2 separate regions of the Ovis aries genome follow, and region 2 is linked to region 1. The links are chromatin contacts, called in public Hi-C maps. All regions are on one chromosome and are shown on one strand. The core of a region is the stretch at or near the end of the contact, and the rest is flanking DNA. Distances in the headings are between cores, read along the strand shown.

Region 1 (7,028 bases), core at 3,489-5,988:
TACAAGTATAAAAATAATAAAATGGAAATTCTAGAGCTGAAAATGTAATATCTGAAAAATATATTTGAAAAATATGAGAAAAATTCACTCGATAGTCAACAGATTAGATACCACAGGACAAATATTAGAGAACTTGAAGATAAGGCAACAGAAAGTATGTGAGCCAAAGGATACAGAGAGAAAGGCGATGGAGAAGCAAACTTCAGTAACCTGTGGAATAATACCAAACAGTCTAATATATATGTAACTGGAATCCCAGAAAGAGAGGGGAAAGTGTGTGTGTGTGTGTGTGTGCACATGCATGCCTGTTGGCGAAGGGGTGGCCGAATATTTTCAAGATCTGATGAAAACTATCAATCCATCAACTCACCGATGTAAGAAATTCAACAAACCTCAGTCAGGATCAACATAAAACACAATCAAATTGCTGAAAATCATCATAATCACATCATAATCAAATTCTATAATTCAGCAATATCAAGAAAGTCTTAAAAGCAGAGGGGATAAAAATAACACATTATATAGGCAATCTTGCTTCACTGCAGTTTGCAGATATTGTGATCTTTACAAACTGAAGGTTTGTGGCAATCTTGTGTCAAGCGAATTTATTGGCTCCATTTTTCCTACAGCATTATTATTTAACTAAGGTATATATATATATATTTAGGCATGTAATAGAGTATAATATATAGTAAACGTAACTTTTAGATGCACTGAGAAACCAAAAAATCCATGACTTGCTTTCTCACCATACTCGCTTGTACTCTGGAACCAAATCTACAATGTCTCCAAGGTATGACTGAGTCATCTACAGGGAAATACAGATAGGGTTTTCTCATCAGAAACAAACCAAAACCAATGGAATTACTTCTCTAAAGTGCTGAAAGGGGAAAAAAAAATCTGTGAATCTAGAATTAAGGAAAAATATACTTCAAAAATAAAGATGAAATAATAACATTTTCAGACAGACAAAAGCCAAAAGAATGTGTTCCAGGAGAGAACACCGTTTTTCCTCATTTTAAAATCTCTTTAAAAAAAATAACTAGTTGTTTAAAGCAAAAACCATGATATATGTCAGACGTCCCAGGTGGCTGAGCCATAAAGAATCTGCCTGCCAAGGCCAGAGATGAGGAGACATGAGTTCGATCCCTGGGTGGGGAAGATTCCTGGAGGAGGAAATGGCAACTCACTCCAGTATTCTTGCCTGGAAAATCCCATGGAGAGAGGAGCCTGTTGGGCTACAGTCCACAGGGTCACAGAGAGTCAGACATGACTGAGCACGCAAGCACACACACACGCGACATATGCAGAAGTAAGATACAAGAGAGTTCAGTTGCTCAGGCATCTCTAACTCCTTGCAACCCCATGGACCGCAGCATATGTAAGACAGCAAATATAAGACAACAACAGCATAAAGTATGGGAGGGAGAAAAGGGATTATAACATTATAATGTGGTTATAGTATATATCCTAAAATACTACTCATTTCAAAAGAAGGTAAGAAAAGAATAGAAAACAGGTGGGGACCAGCAGTTTAAGGGTAGACTTAAACCCAACCACACTGACAGCTAGATTAATTGCAAATGTGCCAAATATACAAATGAAAACGTAGAGTGTCAGACTGAATTAAAAAGCAAGACCTCAGTATGTGCTCTCTACAAAAAGCCCATTTAAAATATCGAGATCCAAAAGTAAAGGGATGAAAAAAGATAAAGTGTGTAAAAATAATCATACAAAAGATAGAGTATTCTACATTAATAAGAGACTAAGCAGATTTCAGGAGAGGGTATATTATTTTACAGAAATGAATAAGGACATTTCATAATGATAAAAAAGGCTAATTCTCAGGAAGACAGAAAAATCCTAAATGTGTATGCACCTAATAACAGCATGTCAAAATATATAAAGCAAAAACTAACAGAACTAAAATGAGAAATAAAAACATGTCTACAATTAGAGTTGAAATTTCAACACCCGTCTCTTTCATTGACAGAATAAACAAACTGAAAACCAGAATGAATACAGAAAACTTGAACAACATGGAACACTATACCCCAAAATAGCCAAATACATATTCAAGTATACATGAAAGTCACCAAGAGAGATCATATACTGTGGTATAAGTGAGTCTCAGCACATTTAAAAGAATGTACCATGTGACAAGGTAATACAAGCAGCACTTCTTGAGGAAAAGTAGCAAATGATAGTCCTCAAAAGTTAATTTTTCTATTTAAGGACAGTGTCCTTAAATCTAGGTAGTGGTAATCAATGGAAGTTAAACAGCTATATACAGCGCAGGCTGTTATTCCCCAGCACAGGAAGCTCTATAAATTTCCTAGCTAGCAACCAGGTCACTAGTAACATTCACAAACTGCCTCTGAGAGTTCCGAATTACTGCCAATGGAAGTTCCCTTTAATGATTCCGAAGGTCAAATTTTATGATTGGGATGAAAAGTTACACTCTCATCAGAGTGACAGGTTTTTAGGGTCCTTTTTTGGGGTGGGTGGTTACTTTAACATAGTCATTCTAAGTGAAGTCAACTCAACAAGACAGTTCAGCTCTCTGTGATATATCGAACATCTGGTTTTGCTTCAGTTCAAAGCCTCATATATCTTAGTCTCATGAGCTGTATTACACTGTATTTTCCAAAGTTTTGATAGTGGAATAATTTTGCTCTGTCCAGGATAAAAAGATGTAGTGCTTGGCCAGGCGAGAGGATGTCTGGGTGAGAGTAAGACCATAGTTAGCTAGGGGGTGGGTGGGAGGTTGAGGAGGAGACAGGATTTCTAACAAGAGCAGATACAGGCATTTGCAGGAAAAGTATTTTAACTTAAAACATTCTTTTAAGATAAATTTTTAAAGTTACACTTCTGTAATTTACATTCTTTCAGGAATAGTAAATATACTATTAGCTCTATCAAATTAACAGAAATTTAGAATTAAAAAAACCCATTATCCCAGAGGTAAAATGATCATTCCTGAAATTATAACACACAAAAATATCCCAAACTGGTAGCGAGGAGTTCTAAGCAGTGCCCTGATAAAGCAGGACCTATATAAGTCCTGAGAAAGCAGTCCTGGCGCCACAAACACAAATTAGTAAATGACAAAAACTAGTCTATGTATTGTTGCTCCATTTAAAGACAAGTGTTTTCTGGATTTTTAACTTTGTTTGGTTCTTTTGGGGGCCCTTTTTTCCAGAGACATTTTTGAAAAAGTGAAAACCTAAAATGATCGTATCAGTTAATTATAAGCCTAATTTAGCCAAGCTTTTTTATCAACCAGGATGACAAATATGATATCACAATAATAGTGTAGTACAGGGACTTCCCTGGAGGGCCAGTAGTTAAGACTCAGAGATTCCAATGTAGGAGGTCTGGATTTGATCCTTGGTTGAAGAACTAAGTTCCCACATGCTGCACAGCTAGGGGGCTGCCCCCGCCAAAGAAGAGTGTAGTATGTGTATGCATGAGTTTTTTTAAGGAAGATGAGCAGACAGACAGACATTCTTCCACTCCAGGCAGCTCCCTCAGAACTGATAAAACATTCCTAAAGACTGGAGTTGTTTGTATAACATCTGTAATGTCAATTCATAGCCTAATCCATCATCCATACACAGAAGTCAAGTGTGATCCCAAAGGCAAAATTTCCAATTAGTTTTGTCTGGAAAGTTTAAGGCAAAGGTAATAAAATCAAGAATTCTGTGCTGATTCACTGGGAAAACATTTGTTTGCCACACTCCTTCTCTGAGGAACAAAAGGAGTCAGTGGTTAGTCTGGAATGTGATTCATTAGGAATATCTGGGTGATAAATAAATGAAAAGAGATGACAAATGGTTGTCTGTATGACTTGCAAAACCTTTGTTTTCTTTAAGTCCAACTTTCAGGGGAGTTTAGAAATGCTTTTACAAACAGGAATTCTACTCTTCAAATTCTTTTAATCATTGCTTTTCTCATCGTAGTCAGAAAACAGTTTACCTAAGGTTACGGTGTACAACAAATAACTCTAGAAGGCTAGAGCATAAAATTGTTGATTCCAAATGGACACTGAGAAGTTTAACTAGTGTTTGTGGGTTTTTTCCCTATGAAAAAGAGTTTATAAATTAAGCCCCTCTTCTCTCCCTATAAAAGGTGCTACAGTGTGTAAAGAAACAGTAATTTGGCCATTAGCTATGTGGATTTTAGTTTTCTAAAAATCTGTTAGTAACTTAACTAGATGTACTCAGACTTCTATCTCACATTCTTCATTTGATGAAAAGCCCGATAATAATAATGGTAATAATACCTGTTCAACCTAAGTAAGAGAGTAATATAATGAGGTTATGTAGTAAAAGTGTTATGATAAGTATAAAATAATCAAAATGAAAATCTGTAAACTCTATAGTTCAGATTCTAGGTTATAAGGACGTGTCTTCAAAGTCATTTTTTATTATATTAAATCAATCATAGTAAAAATATGTTTCACTTTTCTTCTCTAAACCTAAACAATTTTGATCATAAAGTTGATCTAATATTCAGGAGGAATGGACCACGTATTTATAAAGAGAACTTTTAAAAAGGTTACAATTTGTCTAAAATAGATATCCAAAAGAACAGATTTCAGGTAAACTGAATCTTACTCGCTTTCATTTAAGTGCACATTAATAGATAGTGACTTCAGGGCAGGAAGTCAGTCAGTCTGTGCATATCCTTCTGGGTTTGGTGAGAACCCAGCCCTGTCCTGGAGATCCTGGTTTCTACTTTTGATGTGGTGATACTCTTAAGAGTTAATACATGAGTCATTCCTTGGGGAAAGACTCAGAGCTGATCATGCCCTCATCAAAAAAAGGGCAAACAGATCTTTTCTAAGAAGGGCCTGATGGTCTTCCCGCAAGAGCCCTGAGTCACTGCATACTTATAGCCAGAGTCATTATACCTATACAGAGCAATATTAGGTCACACTAGAACCTTCCTTTTGGCAATTTCTTCCCTTTTTTGTCTTAGAGGGACAGACAGGTAAACTATGGAGCAATCATCAGAAGTCAAGCAGGAAAAAATGTGAAGAGGTTGGCTAACAATTTTTAAAAGAATTGTTCCAGCTCATGGCATTAAATGATTCCTATAATAGTTCTCTTATTGAAACTGCTTCACTATTTCACTTCAACCCATATCCATGCAGTTTTTCAAATAACATTTTCTTTAGGCAATAAGTAGCCAAGAGTCAAAAAGCTTAAGAAAGGCTTTATATGTATACATATAAAAGAGTACTACAAAGCACTATATACAAACGATGAGGCACTTATTCACTAAAGGAAACAGGGCGCTACAGACAGAGAAGTTCTGCGAACATTTGATAGTAATCAAGACGTTGGACTTCTTAATACAATTTTTACCACATTTTAGCAGTGAAGCAACATTAAACTTTAAGGGAAAAGCAGACTTTTGCATTTTACACAGGGGCAAATATCTCACTACTTACTTTCCTTGTATTTACTATATAACAAACAGCCCCAATTTTTTTTTTATTAAAATGGTCTTTGTTTATGTTTTCAAGTAGAATTCTTTATTCATTTATATCTTATTACCATATCTGATAACCACATTCTAAACTTACAGTTTTATGGCCATGGTTTCTCATGGTACTTAAAACACTCTTGACATTCACTGATTTTTAGATGCAATGTATTTAAACTACCAATCTTTATCTATAAAATGATATTCTTAATCTAAAACAGTCGTTTAACACAACTGACTCATAAATACCATTCAGATGATAATGCCCTGATGGTATATCTTTTTGTAAAATCTGATCTACTTTACAATGTAACTAAATAGCTTCGAAACTTTTCTATGTTCCAATTGCCATCTAAATAAGGCAGTTCTAATGTGAAAATTCCTCCCGTTTTGATTCCCAAAGGTGAGGGAATTCAATGGTTAAAACAGATGACAAAGAGAAAAGGCATTTTGTACAATACATTCAGCCTTCTATTTACAGCTTACTATTTGAGAGTCTTTAAAAACTTTAAAGTGATTGTTGATAGTTTTTGTTCTCAGAGTTCTTTGTCTAAGAGCTGGGCTTGTTTTGAAAGGAACATAGGGCTTGGTAAACCTTTCTCCAGGAAACTGCTCCACCTAGTGTCAAAACTGTCTGTGTACACATTATCTGTAAATTCTTGCTGAAGGACTCATTCTCTTTGTTACTGTTAAACAGAACAGACTTTATAATCATTAATAGCAGATGCAGTTTGTTGCTGCTGTCTGTCGCTAACTCGTGTCCAGCGCTTTTGCGACTCCATGGACTGCAGCCTGCCAGACTCCTCTGTCCATGGCAGTTCCCAGGTAAGGATACTGAAGTAGGTTGCTGCTTCCTACTCCAGGGAATCTTCCCAACCCAGGGATTGACCCTGGGTCTCCTATATTGGCAGGTGGATTCTTTACCACTGAGCCACCTGACAGTTGTTAAATCACCTTCTCTTACAACATTAGGAATAATAATGTATGTGCATATAAGGAGCATCACTGAGATATACTTCTCATTATCAAGTTCCAATGTTCCTGCTTTTAAGCTGGTTGTTTACAAAATTACGAATCATATATCCTAGTAATGGGAATAATTCTAATGTGGCTACTGAAATTACCTTATCGCTTCTCCCAATTATTTGTAACAATCTAAATGTAATTCAAAAATTATTTATTTCTCAAATGATTGCAGTGTTGTAAAGGTTGTATTTTTATAACAGACTGGTTCTGCACACATCAATGGTTTCAAACATGAGATCAGAACTAAATTTTGTTGTCATCAGGCAGCTCAACCGGAAGAAATTCTTTTACTTTTCTCTTCATGAAAAGTTGCCTTTTTTTTTTTAACCCCCTGATGGTCTTCCAGACCACTCAAGCACTTGCACAACCATAATTCTCTCCCAAAACGTCATGTTAAGTCTACTCTTATGACCTGGAAGAGAGAAGAAATCCTTTTTTGGCAAATGGAGAAATCAAATGCATAACATGTCACATAAAAATCCTTAGAGGGTAGTTAGTTCACTAAGGCT
Region 2 (7,865 bases), core at 941-3,440, 92 kb before region 1:
CTTAGGCAGCATCTCCTGCCTGCTTTGGATCTCCGCTAATGCTTCACCCACCGCAATATCCATTCAGCAAACACTCATTGTGATCCCACCCTCTGCTTGGCTCTGAGCATACAAAGGAGAACACAACAGTGTCTGCCCTTCTGGTGCTTAGGGTCGAGTTGGAGGAGACAGTGAAGATGAGGAAACAGACAACCTACTGGGTTGGCCAGAAAGTTCCTTTGGGGTTTTTGTACAGTATGATGGGAAAACCCAGACTTCCCTGGTGGTCTGGGACCTGCCTGCCAGTGGAGGCGGCACAGGTTCAATCCCTGACCAGGAAAGATTCCAGGTGCCATGGGGCAACCGAGTGCATGACTGAGCAGTGCTCTGCAACAAAAGAAGCCACCGCAGTGCAAAGCCTTAGCACAGCAACTGGCGCGAGCAGCCCCCCGCTCGCCGCACCTAGACCAAGACCACACCCAGCAACAAAGAGCTGGCCCGGCCAGAATGAAAGAACAGCGTTTAAAAACAATGGATCAAACCGGGCCAACAGATGAATATTTTATGTGCATCCTTTAAAGGAAACCAAATGAAGCTGGGCAGAGAATAACAGAGGCTGAAGTCTTCTTGGTCTTGGGTCTGCTCACCCTCAACACAGCCCCCTCACTGGTGCTTCCTGGTGTCTCTCACAGGGCTTTCCCCTCACCCCACCCCTACTTGGAAATTCAAATGCCACACCCATCATCATGAAACCTTTTCTGATCCTTCCTGGTCAGCAATTCTCTTGCTTTTGCCAGTTTTTTTCTCTTATGGCCTCCATCTTACTCTACATCTGTAGGTACCTGCATATTTGCATAACCCTCAAGAAGACTGTGAGCTCTTGAAGGGAGATCCCTTTTCAACACTTTGTCTCCTCTCTACTGTATCTTAAACCAGCAGAGATTAAAAAATGTATAAAAAAAATATTTCCCCCTCAATGTGGTTAATACTACAACTGGCCCTATTTCATAGGGTTGTTACGAAGATCAAATAAAACTCAAGATGTGACAGTGCTTCGAAAAAGAAAAAAGGTGTGTACCTTTGTACAGACTGCTTTGTAGTCATAATCATAGCAAACATCATTCTGGAAACCTGCCCACACAGGACGGCTAAGAGTGGAGCTGGTACAGGGCTATGCAAAGCAAAGGCTGGTCATCTGGTTAAATACCAAACGCTTTGGGGCTCTTGTCTTGATTTTCTGCTATCTCGCTTTTCCCATCACCTACCTTGTGATCACAAGATGAAACAAGCAAGCAGACACCTGGACTTTTGCACTGGACTTTTCCACAGAACTGAGTGGCTAAGAGCCAGCCAGAACACCTAGGTTTAATTCTTGCTCTACTTCCTTGCTTCCTCCAGCATATCACTGAACTTCTCTGCCTTCATTTCCTCATGGGGCTGTTGGAAGGATTTAATGATTAAATACAATAATGTAAAACAACACTGAAAACCCTGCCTGGTACAAAGCAAGCAAGCAAACAAGCAATCATTATCAAAGTTATCATAAATCCACTGTGCTTCCTGGTACAGGGCACATCAGAGGAGGTCCCTGGGAGCCAATCTTGATTGCTGGTGGTGTGCGGCTGTTTACAAGGAACACACTCTGGAGAGGGTTATGGGAGTGGAAGGGAGGTTGGTGCAAAGGACCAAATGGAGAAGAGGCATCTGAAGAGTCTCAAGAGTGTGGCCAAACCATGTGAGGTTCGGTAGAGAAAGTTTGGCAGCTGTAAGAGGCTTAGGACTGTCTTCCAGGTGAAAGTAATTCAAGACACTAGGAAGTGCCATCAGAAACGAAAGGCAGAAAAAAGCCTTCCCTCATTATTTTTGGCTTTCATCTTTTTAAGTTGTAAAAGGAAGTCGAGGACAACAGGGTTCTCCGGTAACATGGAGCATCGGGCGTCAGCACTTCCTGCTGGGAGAAGTGAACCAGAGCTGTTCTTTGCTGCCTGGTAAGGAGCCAGAGGAAGACAAGAGTAATCTGAACAGGCATTCCCCACCTTTGGGGAAAGGCGGAACCCATCCCTTTTTGCAAATCCCAAACTGCCTCACTCCACAAAAACAATTTTTCCCTCCGTCAGAAACAGACGGGGACACAATTAAGCAATGCTGTCGGGCAGGGTCAGTCACAAGTGAGTGGCCTGGAGGAAAAAGCTGCTCATGCTGTTCCCTAAAGGGGGATAAATGGCAACAAAGGGAAATGACGTTTGGAATTAGGTGGGGTCGGGGGAGAGAAAAGTGGCCGGCAGAGGCCTCCTTGAATAAACAAGGTTTTTCCCAAAGGGCTCTGGGTGGAAGGCCATCAAAGCAAGCTGTCCACACTCCTCCCTGGAAACTCAGAAGGCTGGGACTGTTAGCTTAGATAGGTGGCCCAGGGGTCCCTCTCAGCCAAGGATACCCAGAAAAAGCCAGAGCCTTCCCCTCAAGAATTCAGGAATGCGGTTTCCAACGCAAACAGATACTAACACTGTAGAAATAGTGCTGGAGTGTGTCCAAGCCTTCCCTTTATGTCCTTTGAGTCATTTGGAAATGGTTAACAAACGGGTTGAACACCTGGGCTGATTACCCCAGAAGGGGATTTCCAAATAGACCGTGTGCTGTAAAATCATCTCTTCCCTTCCCCAAGCAATTCAGCTCCACTTAGTCTCTGAGGTGTGCCCTGAAAGATGCCAAATTTTCTAACTCTGATTAGAGGCTTTACTGAGTTACAGCAGCAACTGCTGCTGACACAAAGGAACAAGGCGCCAAGTAACTCTGTGCTTTTTAAAAAGGTTTATTTTAAATTAAAAAGAACAGATGTCTGATGTTTCAAAAAGCCACACATTTGTGGATTTGGCTGACAAAGCCTCTAAGTTGCGTTTCATTTCTGTTCCGAGACATCCAGCCACTTAGAACTGACTCACTGTCTCTGAGCCACAGTTTGGGCCGGCATCCCAACTACAGAGTCTAGTATCTCAGATCTCAAATGAATCCAGGGTGTATGGGGAGAGCGGGGACCATGTAAAACAACTTTTTTTTTTTTTTAGTAGCATCAACACCCACACAGCAAACCGTGGAAGGCTAGTAGGTCAAAGAGAATGAGTAAACGGTTGGCACCTGCCTGTCCCAGCGCTGCACAGCTCTAAAGGCAATGAGTAAGCAGCTGTCCAGAACAGGTTTTTGTTATAATCCCTCTTGTGAGCTCTGGTTCAGTATGCAAATAGATGTAGGTTATTTGCTGCAATTCAAGCCCTCATTCTCAAGGCAAAGACATTACCTCAAGTTACCTCTTGGCCTTGCTGGAAAGGGAGGGGCCAGGAACCCCAGCCCCTGACTACGAGACACAAATGACTCCACTGCTTTTAGAATTTTAAAGAACATCATGCGCTTTCTTTTCTTGTTGTCTTTGAGAATAAAGGAACTAAACACTTCACAGGTTGCAGCTGTGTGTAGCACTTCATTTACTATGTTTTGGGACTATCAGAGCTTTGATCATGCCAGTCAGAGGTGGAATGTTAGTTGGCTTTCAAAAATGGCCACTAAAACTCCTGCTTAGGTTGTCTTAACCTTTTGGGGGCACATTAATAACTGTTTAACAATAGAATAAACCAATCTGTGTTTTCCTTTTTTCTGCTTTTTGGGTTGTCGTGCATCCTGTGGGATCTTAGTTCCCAGCCAGGGATTGGACCCACACCTTCTGCAGTTGAAGCATGGAGTCTCAGCCGCTGGACTGCCAGTGAAGGTGCCCTTGTGTGTTTTTCTAACAGGGATAGGACTTTCAGTCTATTGGAGAAGACCTGGAGGGCTACCAAATCAGATTTTCCTTTTACTGTTCAAAACCTCTTGACACTTGGCAAATCTCACTGGATATTATAGATGGAGTGTTACCAATAAAGTTATTAAAAGCTGACCATTCCCTTTTATCTACCTTCTAGACTTTTTAGCATTAACTATCTTTATAACAAATTAGAAAATGTCAACATTTAAAGCTGGTAAGGTTAGACCCTGGTGGCTTAGATGGTAAAGAATGTGCCAGCAATGCAGGATGATCCCCTGGAGAAGGAAATGGCAACCCATTCCAGTATTCCTGCTTGGGGAATTCCATGGATAGAGGAGCCTGGCATGCTACAGTCCACAGGTTCACAAAAAGTGTCGACTAAGTGACACTACTTTTTCCAAGGTTAGACAAGAATTTTCAGTTATTCATAGTAAATTTTGTGTATCTGTGCTTTGTACCTTAATTAGACTAGCTGACCCCCCCCCCCCCACCTTTTGATAGGTTAAGAAGTGGATTTACTTAGAGATGTACATCACAGACAATGCAGTCTCAAAAGGCCAGAGCCGTCATGGGAGGAACACACTCCAAGCCAAAGTGTGGGCCATCTCAGAAGACAAGAGGTCTGGAGGCCTATTTCTAGATTTGAGAAGTTTTGGTATTACTAATCAAGTCATTAGTTCATTAATTTCTGCTTTTCTCTATTAATTTGTATACTGGATTTAGTTAATAAGTTCTTTAGACAGAGCATATTTACTCCCAAACAAGGGAACATATGCAGACAGCATTTAAAATCCTATTTTTGAAGTGAGCAAATGCAATGTTGTAAAATTCTCACATGTGCAGCAAATACTGTCTTTGATGAATTAAAAAACTGCTAACATGCTAACATCAACAGCTTCTTTAAATTTTACCTGATGTAATCCTTAGGACAACCTGGCTATATATAACCTCTGTTTTTATAGATGAAATCAAGGCTGAGTTAAAAACTTTCTCCAGGTAACATGTTAGAGGCAAAAATCTAAACCACTGTTAACAGACACATGGAGGCAAACGGGTTTCAAAACATATGGAAAGGCTTTTTGATGCTAAAGATTGGGGTCTCATGAGTTCTTCACATGTGGGTCAGTCAAAACAGAGATCACGCCAGTTTATAAGAGGGCAGTTAGTTGTTTTATTTAGCTTCTTGCATAATTTGTACTTACTGGATCGCTTTGAGTAATAAGCCTCAAGTTGCCCTCCTAAAGCTACAGACAGCACAGAGCACACGAGGAACACAGGCTGAGCTGGTTTGTAAGGAGCACACGTTACTTACTCTGTATGCCTAATAAACTAGTGTACTTCAGAAACATCACTTCCAGCCTTGTCTTTCTCTGGATTTTCAGAGAACAGATACAGAGGCCATTATCCAAATGAAAATAAAATTCTTTCCTCTAAGCTCTATCCTCTGGGTTATGGTTATACAGAGAACACAGAAAACACTGCATGCTCCTATGCAGCGTTGTCTGGAGGGAGGTGCTCCTCAGTACTTGTGTATACACTGTAACGTGTTGCCTTGTATTGCCATTGCTTGACATTCACTGAGTTGCGACAGTTAAGATGCTGCAGATATTTAAGGCACAGAAGAGACTTAACAAAACAGAGATGGAATCAAAAGAATTCCCAGGCTCCCCCCCTTTTTTTATTTACAGGAACATCAAACCATCTATTTACAAATTTTCTGGTCTCCAATCAGCTGGAATTAACTAGGCGTGTCTTTGGGATCTTGCTGTCTGTGTCTGCTTTGGTGGATTAAAGAAAGGAACCAACCAACTGCAGGAACAGAAGGGTAGCGCATGGCTCCAGCTGGAATTCAGCAGGGTCACCTGAGCACGCCACACCTGAGCACGCAGTGGAGGGAAGGAGGACAGCTGCTCTTCATTTGTTTTCAGAGCAAATTCATTTGAAAGAGTGAACAAGTCGCCATCACAAGTCAAGTGTATTAGAATCACTTAGACATTCAGCCTTAGCAACAGGCTTTCTAATATGATACCCCAAAATAAACTTATCAAGAAATCCCCAAATCCCCAAATTTGTACAAACAGTACAAATCAGATTTGCTTTCCTCTTTCCTTTCTTCAGACAAACACGAAATAAAATGCAGGTGAAGGCGATGAAAGACAACTGGAAGCTGATTTAGAGACTTACACAAACCCTAAAGAATCTAAAAAATTGTAATGGTTAACGTGACTTTACTTAAACCATCTGGGTACTGCTTTTCAAGTAAGTAACTATTGCTAGAAAGTTTCTAGGTAGGGGGTAAAAGATGGTTAAGAAGTAACCTTTCCAAAACTCACAAGGCAGGTTGCTTTTCCTTTATTTAGTTTTGATCACAGAGATTATCCCAATTTGCATAAAATCCTCTTGATACTGATACAGTATTATGGCATAAAAGATTCAAAGTGCCACTAGACCTAAGGACCAATTCTTTCAACCATGAACCATGGTGCTGGGTAATGTTTGAATGGGAACATTTGATATGGATGGTCAGATGAAATATACCAAAATGTCAGACAGCCCATCGACTGCTGTTGCCATGAGATTCAACAGTCAACATCAGTCTGATAAGCTACCCGACAAGGTGGTACAGCCATGGAGATGTCACGACGGTAGGCAAAACAAGCAGACATTCAGGCAGGATTTGATCAAACCACCAGGCATTTCTGGCCTGTTGAGATTCAAACTCAATTCTACACTCAATATAATGTCAGTACCAATTTTCCTAAAGGAGAAAAGTGACACTATTTATCACCGCCCCGCCCCGAGCAAAATAAAATGACCAAGTTCAACCAGGAACATCCAAAAGGAAAAATCACATAACAAACACTTACAAAAGAAAGGAAAGAAAATTAGGTTATATATAAAAGTAACTTTCTGTCTGCTAAAATCAGAATATGTGCTGAGCTAAAAATTAATAGCTATGAGAAAGCTTGTTTTTCTTTTAAAACAGGTTTTCTCTCCATGTCCTTTGATTTATATACTATCATCTCTCCTGTTTTCACAAACCAAGTCCCCTCCATACACCAGTACCTAAGCTGCCCTTTCAGCAGTGTGTAGCCAGCTGCCCAATTCCAACCCAACCAAGAAACGCCTGGCGGTGGCCCTTTCATGCAAATAAATGAAGGCTTAAGAGACTGCGGCCGTGGTGGATGTGGCAAGGCTGAATTTAGCTGGTAGAAGCTAAAAGGAAGTTTAAAAAAAAAAACGCTCAAGAAAATGGACACAATTTTGGAATGATCAAAGATGTATTTATAAAGTTTTTTCATGACTTCATTCTAAATATACAGAATAAAAAATGGTGTCAGCTCATTTGTAAGACACCAACAAGATTTTCCTTATACTGTCTCAAAATTGAAAGATCAGTTTCCCAAGAGGGTGTGCAATGCATCATAAAATGGCCGTTTTTCGAAGGTGGGAGAGGAAGGGCTGGGCAGGGTGGCATAGTAAATTTTATCATGATAGACATGCAAGACTGTTATCCAATCTAGTATAACTTAGATACACTTTTGATGACTTAGAAACACAAAGAAGTCATATTTGACAAGCCTAAAAAGCTTGAAATATTTAACATACTTAGGAATTTTTTTTGGGGGGGGGGCGGTGGTCGGAATTCTTTAATTGTACCACGTGGGCCTTTGAAAGTAACAAACAGAAGGCCAGTTTCTGTTAACTTTGCTGCTGAACATCACATTCCATCCTAATAAAATACAACTTGGATTGAACTGAGGGTGGATACCTTACCTTAACAAAGGAAAAGTATGTCAGTGCAAGATGTGGATTAAACTGCTTGCAGGGGCGGGGGATTGGGGGGGAATTAAAACTGATGCAGGTTGGAAAAGGGAATTTTCCTTCCTGATCTGGAGTCCTCCCACTTTAAGGCAGAACCCTTCCATTTTAATTTCTGCAGGTAAAAACTTTTCCTGCTTATTTGGTTTTCTCCTTTGGGTCCAACCGCTGCTGGATTCGTTTGGCGTAACTTTGTGCCATGGAGTTAATGATGGACAGGATGAAGTAACACACCATTACAACAACCAACTTCTCAAACATCCAGGACAAC

Evidence for each region. A called contact is a pair of places that touch in the nucleus more often than the background predicts.
Region 2: a Hi-C map of liver shows a contact between it and region 1, with 5 times the contacts expected there. The contact joins two enhancer-like sites. A contact is called at or near these places in 15 of 16 Hi-C or Micro-C datasets (blood, hypothalamus, liver and 7 more).

What each region holds. Positions count from the first base shown.
Region 1 is chr11:10,405,076-10,412,103 of ARS-UI_Ramb_v3.0, reverse strand. The region is part of intron 4 of VMP1 (vacuole membrane protein 1); the gene reads right to left. Among named protein-coding and RNA genes, the nearest start is that of VMP1, 44 kb to the right of the region's middle. Within about 2 kb of position 4,738, at least 27 of the 54 cell types and tissues checked have an H3K27ac peak or open chromatin away from gene starts, as enhancers often do. A contact at or near this core is called in liver, where this site is marked.
Region 2 is chr11:10,493,781-10,501,645 of ARS-UI_Ramb_v3.0, reverse strand. It overlaps VMP1 (vacuole membrane protein 1), which reads right to left. Exons shown (of 11, transcript XM_042255323.2): 11 at 6,109-7,865. The coding sequence ends at 7,733. It overlaps MIR21 (microRNA mir-21), which reads right to left and starts at 6,387; the gene lies at 6,316-6,387. Within about 2 kb of position 2,190, at least 29 of the 54 cell types and tissues checked have an H3K27ac peak or open chromatin away from gene starts, as enhancers often do. A contact at or near this core is called in liver, where this site is marked.